2 separate regions of the Sus scrofa genome follow, and region 2 is linked to region 1. A link is a contact called in public HiChIP or PLAC-seq data. All regions are on one chromosome and are shown on one strand. Each heading gives the region's core, a stretch centred on a gene start, on an enhancer-like site or on the middle of the called end of the contact. The rest is flanking DNA. Distances are from core to core; before and after follow the strand shown. Region 1 holds the start of LOC100517129 (nuclear body protein SP140-like protein). Region 2 holds the start of CAB39 (calcium-binding protein 39).

Region 1 (3,636 bases), core at 630-3,129:
TGGCCTTGCTCAGTGGGATAACAATCCGGCGTTGCCGTGAGCTGTGGTGTAGGTTGCAGATACAGCTCGGATCCCGCGTTGCTGTGGCTCTGGCGTAGGCCGGCGGCTACATCTCCGATTTGACCCTTCGCCTGGGAACCTCCATATGCTGCGAGAGCGGCTCAAGAAATGGCAAAAAGACAAAAAAAAAAAAAAAAGAAAGAAATTTCAAAATGTTTACCAAATTCTCCCTTATCAGTAAAGACAGTCACCTCAACTCACTAACGTTGATAATAAACAAACCAGCAATTCATAGAAGAGGCCAATAAACCCGAAAAACTGTTCAACCTCCCATGTCACCTGGAGAGTCAAATTAACAAGATAGAACTCTTTGTCCAGCACTTTTGCAAAGGTTGGATGTGGGGAGATGGCTCATCTAACTCTTGGTAGGAGAATATGCTGGCTCAGATACTTAGAAAGGCAGTTTGGCATCAGCTGTAAACAATGAAATATTAGTACCCTTTCCCTCAACAATTCCACTTTTTTGGTTATTGACACAAGACCAACACTTGTACACGTGCAAAAACATAAGAAAATATAAAACCGTTGGTATCACAGCTTGTTGGTAAAGGCAAACAATTGAAAAAGCTCTAAATGTCTATCAATAGAGTGGGGAGGGAGGAGAGTTTAAAAACTATGGTGTACCCATTCTGTGGAATAGTATACAGCTGTTAAAAAGAACCAGGGGATCCTATGTTTATTAAGGTGCTATGATTTTCACTATTAAAGTACATGAAAATGAAAAAAATGGCATTTAAAACATAATTCCATTTTTAAAAAAGGACTAAAATTTATGTAATTATAAAAATAAGTTACATATGTAAATGTGTAGAAAAAAGATCTGGAAGATAACACCCAAGAATTGAAAAGGATCAGGACTGGAAGTTTCAAGGGGGTGAGGGGTGAACAAGAATTTTCTCCTCTATATACTTAGGAACTTTATGAACAAGAATGCATAATGTATTTCTGTTGTATTAACAAAATCCAGACCTTTAAAATATTAAATAATGTTACTTCCGACCCACTACTAGAGAAAGAGATGGGATTTCTACTCTTTACCTTGTGGAGGTATAACCTACTCCAGAACTGAAATAGTTTCTGTGAAAATTAAAATACTCATCCTGGGCTAGCCCTTGGCAGTTTGGGGCATTTCTCTTCCTTTCACTTTCTTTGCCAGGGATTGTTGGAAGAAGAATCCAGCCCCCCCCCCTTCCCCAGCCAGAGGTGGGAACAGTGCCGGGGACTGTCTGAGTCCCCGTCCACAGGACAGGTGGGAAAAAGCACCACTCAAAGGTTTGAAAATAAATCAGGGGTTTCCTTTAAATTTCTACTTCCTCAGCTATGTGAAGGTAGGACTGATCTAAGAGAAACGAGAGAGTGATCTAGGTTTACAAGGAAATAATCCCTTGCCACAAGGCCTCATAAAGATCAGCACCTTTGGACAGGCCTCCTGGCTGAAATTGCAAAACAATGTCATGTGCCTTGTAGCAACAAGACTCAACCAGCAGGCTCCCTGCTGCCGTTTAAAATCTGATTTCCTCGTTACACATTCCTGTTTCTTATTATACGGCAGAGTGATCCCGTGTGTATATCCTGTGCAAAGCAAAGGTTTAGTGCAGAGTCCAAAGAACAGCCCTGAAGCAGCCGCACGGCCAGAGGGACAGGTGGAAGGACAGGGGAAAGACTGACCTTGTCCTGAGCTCACGGCCTCCACTAGCCATCTTTCCACCTCAGCCCGGCCTGGGCCTGAGCTTGGCCTGCAACCACTCCAGTGTCCAGGGAGGCAGCCCTAGGCCTGAACCCTGAACAGGAAGTCTCTCTAGGGCTCCGCCCAAGTGGGGAAAAGGGAAGTGAAAGTAGCTCAGTGAGCTGTGGACGTCCTCCCTCCCTCCTCCCGCAGCTACACAATCCTTCTAGCCGTTATGACATGTGACCCCCAGGGATGGAAGACAAGGAGTGACACTCAGGGACTGGAGGGCCCCGGAGGACCCCGGAGGAGGACTCGGGGAGGGGCAGACCCGGGCCCCGGGAGTCCACCTGTTTGTGCAAAGACAGCAACAACCAACGTCTGTGTGATCCCAGCCGTCCTCAGGCTCCTGCCTTCTCAGGGGGTTTCAGAGCATGGGGGTCAAGGGCAAAGTCCCTCTTTGCCCCTTCCCTTGCCAAGATGGCCGGGGCAGGGGGAAAATGGACACTTCGGATCTTCTCTCCAGCCCATGGGAGAGCTTGGACCCAACTGAGGTAGGTCCCAGTGTCCAGATGTCTGATGAAGCAGCGATGGTTTCCATGTGATGCTCCCCTGAATTTGACTTCCTCCAGCTTTGAGGAGGGGTCTGAGCCAGTTACACTTGAAAATGTGGGGCAGGCTTTCTATCCTCTCTCCACTCCTGTTCTTTCCCCGCAAAGAGCGAGCATCAGCCTGGTTGGTACAGATTCCAGAAGACGGATGAGGCCATCCTACCCAGTGCACAAGGTCTCTGTGGAGCCCTCTCTCCCTCCCTCCCCTCAGGGGGTAGAAGGATTAGCAAGCTGAGGTTCTGGTGGGCACGGCTGCCCTCTGCTCCTGACTCCATGGGGCACAGGATCCAGACAAGCCTGGCACAGAGCACACCTGCCTTTTCTAGTGTCCACTCTCTCTCTTCTCTCGGTCCCTGTACAGCAGGTGGATCAGGCCACCACCATACTGGGTGTTGACATAAATGTGCCTGCTTTTCTTTTCCTTCTTTTTTTCTGCTTTTTAGGGCCGCACCCGTGGCATATGGAGGTTCCCAGGCTAGGAGTCGAATTGGAGCTCCAGCTGCTGACCTACACCACAGCCACAGCAACGCAGGATCCGAGCCGAGTCTGCACACTCACTGCAGCTCATGGCAATGCCAGATCCTTAACCCACGGAGCGAGGCCAGGGATTGAACGCACGTCCTCATGGATACTAGTCGGGTTCATTACTGCTGAGCCACAATGGGAACTCCAGTGTGCCAGCTTTTCTGTTGTCTGCTTGGGGCTCCAAGGAATCAGAGGCCAGCTAGCAGCGGCTGGGTGGGAAACCCACAGGGCAGATATTCCCACACAGGGCTGCTCCTGGCCATAGGGAGGAAAGTTTCCAGCGAGTCAGAGAAAGCAGGGCACACACCACACTCTGTGAGAGCAGTGGTGGTTTCTGAAGTAGCCCCCAGCCCTCTGTGGAGAAAGCAGTTTCTCTGGATGTTCCCGTCGTGGCTCAGCAGAAGCGAATCTGATTAGGATCCACGAGGATGCAGGTTTGATCCTTGGCCTTGCTCAGTGGGTTAAGGATCCCGTGTTGCCTTGAGCTGTGGTGTAGGTCACAGACGCGGCTCGGATCTAACATTGCTGTGGCTGTGGTGTAGACCTGGAGCTACAAATCTGATTCAACCCCTAGCCTGGGAACCTCCATATGCCGCAGGTGCGGCCCTAAAAAGACCAAAAAAAAAGCAGTTTCTTTGGTCCAGGAAACATTGTCAGTCCCACTCAGATTTGGAAAAGAACAGGACCAACCAAAGAAGCAGGATGAACTTCGAAAACCCCTGCTGGAGTGACTGAAGGAAATCAGGGGGTGCCTGGGGTATTTTCTGGGGCGGC
Region 2 (3,636 bases), core at 315-2,814, 190 kb before region 1:
TTTGAATATCCGGAAAGCTGTCAAAATCGATCTCAAACTGCATGACGTTCAAGGCACAGAACGTCAGTTCTGTACTGGGCCTCCTTCTCTCCTTTCTTTCATAAGAGCGCCTTTAACATCTCCTAGCTTACATTTCCGGGCCCATGAGTCACTGAGAAATGAGCTCTAAGTTACCCTTAGAATGCCACTCAAATAGCTCCTCTACGGCATTCAAGGATCTGCCCCCCAACTCTTTGGCCTACCCCCCACTGCCCCCCACGACAAACTGCATTATCTACTATTTCCGACTATGCCTTTTTACCTTTGTCCTCTAGCGTTGCTGCTCCTCCAACACACTGCTCCTCTTCTGCAACCCTCCTCTCTCCCAAATCCCATCTGGCCTTCAAGACCCCACTTTGCACAGCCTCGCCCAGGAAGCCTTCAGATTTCTGCTAGGCGGAAGTGATCGATCGGGCCGGTCTTCTCCGGGTACCCTTCTAGCATTTTGTAGTTCTTTCATAGGACTTATCATCTCCTTCCTGGTATCGTAGTCATTTGTGTACTCGCCTTATCACCCACGCCAGAATGTAAGCTCCTCGGGGGAGGGGACCGCGAGCCGGGGTTCACCTTCGAATCCCTCCGGCGCGGACCGACCAGAGCGCCTGCAGGCAGTCAGCGAGCAGGCTGGTTCAACCGACCTCGGGAACGCTCTGGCCGCACAATTCCTAACCAGAAAACAGTTAGGCATCTTCCCGAAATGCAGACCACAGAGATGCTATCTGCCTCCCGATAACAGGAAGTTTACCAGGGGCCAGGAGCAAGGTGGCCGGATCCCTTGCGCGGCGGGAGTGACAGTTGGCCCGGCCCGCACTCGCCTGCCCTCGGGGCTCCGGCCGCGAACGCCCCCATGCCGCCAGCCCCGCCAAAGAACTGCGGAGGGCTTGCAGGAGAGCGTGGCGCCCCGCAGCCCCGGCTGCAGGCCCCTGGGCGCCGAGCCGGCGAGGACGACGAGGGGGGTAGGCTCCGCGAGGGGCCCGGGCCGGGCGGAGAGGGCAGACCGGGCCGCTCCCGCCGATACCGGGCCGGGGCCGCCTCCACCACCCGAGAAAATGGAGGCAGCCCCGGGCCGGTGACGGGCCGGGCAGGGCAGGCGGAAGCCGGGCGGGCGTCCACGCCGCGAGCTGGGTCGGGCCGGGGGTCACTCACGGAGCTGGGCCGGGCGGCTCCCTCTCAGCCTCCGCGTCGTCGCCGTCCCCGTCCTCGGCCGCCGACGCCTCGGGCTGCTCGCTCGGTCCCCGCGGCGCGGCTCGGCCGCTCGGCCCCTCCGTTGTCTTCCGCCCGCTCCTGCTCCCAGCGACAGGATCCCGCGGCGGCGGCGGCGGCTGCGCGGGCGGACGGCGGCCCAGGGGCTCCCGCGGCGGCCGCCGCACTGCTGCGCTCGCTCGCTCTCTTGGGCTGCGGCTACGGCTCTGCTGCGGGGCCCCGCGCCGCCTTCACCCTCGCTTTCGCCCGGCTCCCGGAGGCTCAGTCTCTCCCAGGCCGCGCCGCTCCCCGCTCCCGGCCCGAGCCCGGCTTTGACGTGCGCACTGCGCAGCCGCCGAGGGCGCGACGTCGGGCGGCGCCGCAACGCCCCCTTCAGCCTCGGGCGCCCCCAGGCGGCTGGGCGGACTCGGGCGTAGGAGTCCGCGCTGAGGCCTGAGGCGGAGGCGGCTGGGGGAAAGCGGAAGCAGAGGGGAAGAGTTCCTCTCCTTTCACCTGCCACTGAAGTGTTGGTGCCCAGCCGCTTCTCTGCCTCAGCGCTCTTGCCAGAGGGATCCTAAATCCACTTTGTGCGACCACTTCCTGAACTCTTAACAAAGCTTCGTTTCGGCTAAAGGCCAGGGACCAAGTTGTGCAGATTGATTCCTTCATACTTGCCAGAGACGGATCACTCTCATTTTAACATCCTCCAAGAGAGCGTAGAAAGTGATAGAATGATCACTCTTAATAGGATTCAAAGCCTGGATTTAAACCTCAACTCCACCATTCAGTCACCATAGGCTATTGCCTGACTCCATTCCTATGTTCTTCCACTCTCTCTCTCTCTCTCACACACACACACACACATGCACAAATATAAGAGTACATACAGTACCATAAGTTTATGAGGATGAACGAGACAATGCATTGCAAAGCTCTGACAACAGACTCTGGTACATGAACATGCCACACGTGTACATTTTTGTTTCTTTAATTTGCAATCGAACAGGTGTTCTTGAGTATCTGCTGTGTGCCAGGCACTCTTCTAGATAGTGGAGCAGTGAACAAAAGAGACCCTGCTCCTGAGACAATAAATAAATAAACAGACATATGTATGACATTAGATGCTTTTCAGTGTTATGGAAATTGGGCTAAGGAGGGGAGAGAGTGCAGGCTATTGCTGTTTACAGCGCTCCTGCTGTGAGATATGTGTATGGAAAGGCAGAGGGAACAGCCAGGACAAAGCCCCTCAGGTGGGATACCTTGCAGCAAAACATGACCCCTGGGAAAGGGGAGTGGATGGAGATGAGGGAAGAGGGGAGACCCTATAGGCTAAAGTGAGGACTTTGGCTTTTACTCTGAATGAGATGGGGAGCTGTTTGGAGGGGTTTGAGCAGAGAAAGGATGTGGTCTAATATTTCAAAAGGATAACTCTGATTGCGGTGTGAAGACCAGCCTGAGCGGCCTGAGGGCTTCAGCCAGGACATCAGTTAGAAGTCTTCTGAAATAATCTGGTGATAAGAAGACTGGCAAGACCCAGGATGAAAGCAGTGGAAGCCTAAAGAAGTGGTCAGGTTCTAGACACATTTAAAAGGTAGAGCTGACCTGATGTTGCTGGTCTCTGAGGGGTTTTTTGGTTTGTTTGTTTTCTCAAGCAACTGGAAGATAAAAATTTGGTGAAATGAAGAAGACTCATACAGAAACAGATACAGGAGTTGCTCAGAAATACACTTGGAGGCATATTAAGCTTAAGCTGCCTGTTAGACACCCAAGTAGGAAGCTCACTGTGGAAGTCTGGGGTTTGGGGGAGAGGTCTGGGCTGGAGATAGAGTTGGGGGAGTCTTCAGAGTAAGTAAGATCTCAGGACTCAATGAGATCATTTAGGGAGAGAGTGTTGATAAAAGACAAGGCAAGGATGAGCCAGGGCCCCCAACATTGAAAAGTCAGGTTGATGACAAGGGACCAGCAAAGGATCCTGAGAGGAGCCAGGGTGGCTGGAGGATCTTTATGTGCTGGAAGACGAGTGATAGAAGATGGATCCATGCCTCCAACAGCAGCTCATAGTTCAAGGAAGGTAAGTACTGGTGATTGGTCATTGGTGTCAGTGCCATAGAGGCAACTAGTGGCCTTGGTAAGAGCTATTTCAGCAGAGGTGAGTGGGAAAGCTTGACCAGAGTAGCCTCTAGGAAGAATGAGGCTGTAGAAAGAGGGACCATGAGTGTAAACAACTTTTCTTGACGCTTTGCTGTAAAGGGGAGCAGAGAAATGGGGTGGTAGCTGGAGGGAAATGTGGAGTCAAAACAGATTTTTTTTTTTTTTTTTGCTTTATTTCAGTTTTTGAGAATGAAGCTGTTAGAGCCACCTTAGTTTGCTGATGGGAGTATTCAGTAGTGAGGGAAAATTTGAGGATGACTAGAG

Evidence for each region. HiChIP or PLAC-seq counts read pairs in DNA pulled down with a chosen protein or histone mark.
Region 2: a contact with region 1 is called in an H3K27ac HiChIP or PLAC-seq map of alveolar macrophages. The contact joins the promoter of CAB39 here to the promoter of LOC100517129 in region 1. A contact is called at or near these places in 1 of 47 Hi-C or Micro-C datasets (liver) and 1 of 2 datasets of contacts at active chromatin or transcription factors (alveolar macrophages).

What each region holds. Positions count from the first base shown.
Region 1 is chr15:131,298,166-131,301,801 of Sscrofa11.1, reverse strand. LOC100517129 (nuclear body protein SP140-like protein) reads right to left here and starts at 1,879. Exons shown (of 20, transcript XM_021075666.1): 1 at 1,729-1,879. The coding sequence starts at 1,760.
Region 2 is chr15:131,490,503-131,494,138 of Sscrofa11.1, reverse strand. CAB39 (calcium-binding protein 39) reads right to left here and starts at 1,564. Exons shown (of 9, transcript XM_021075733.1): 1 at 1,186-1,564.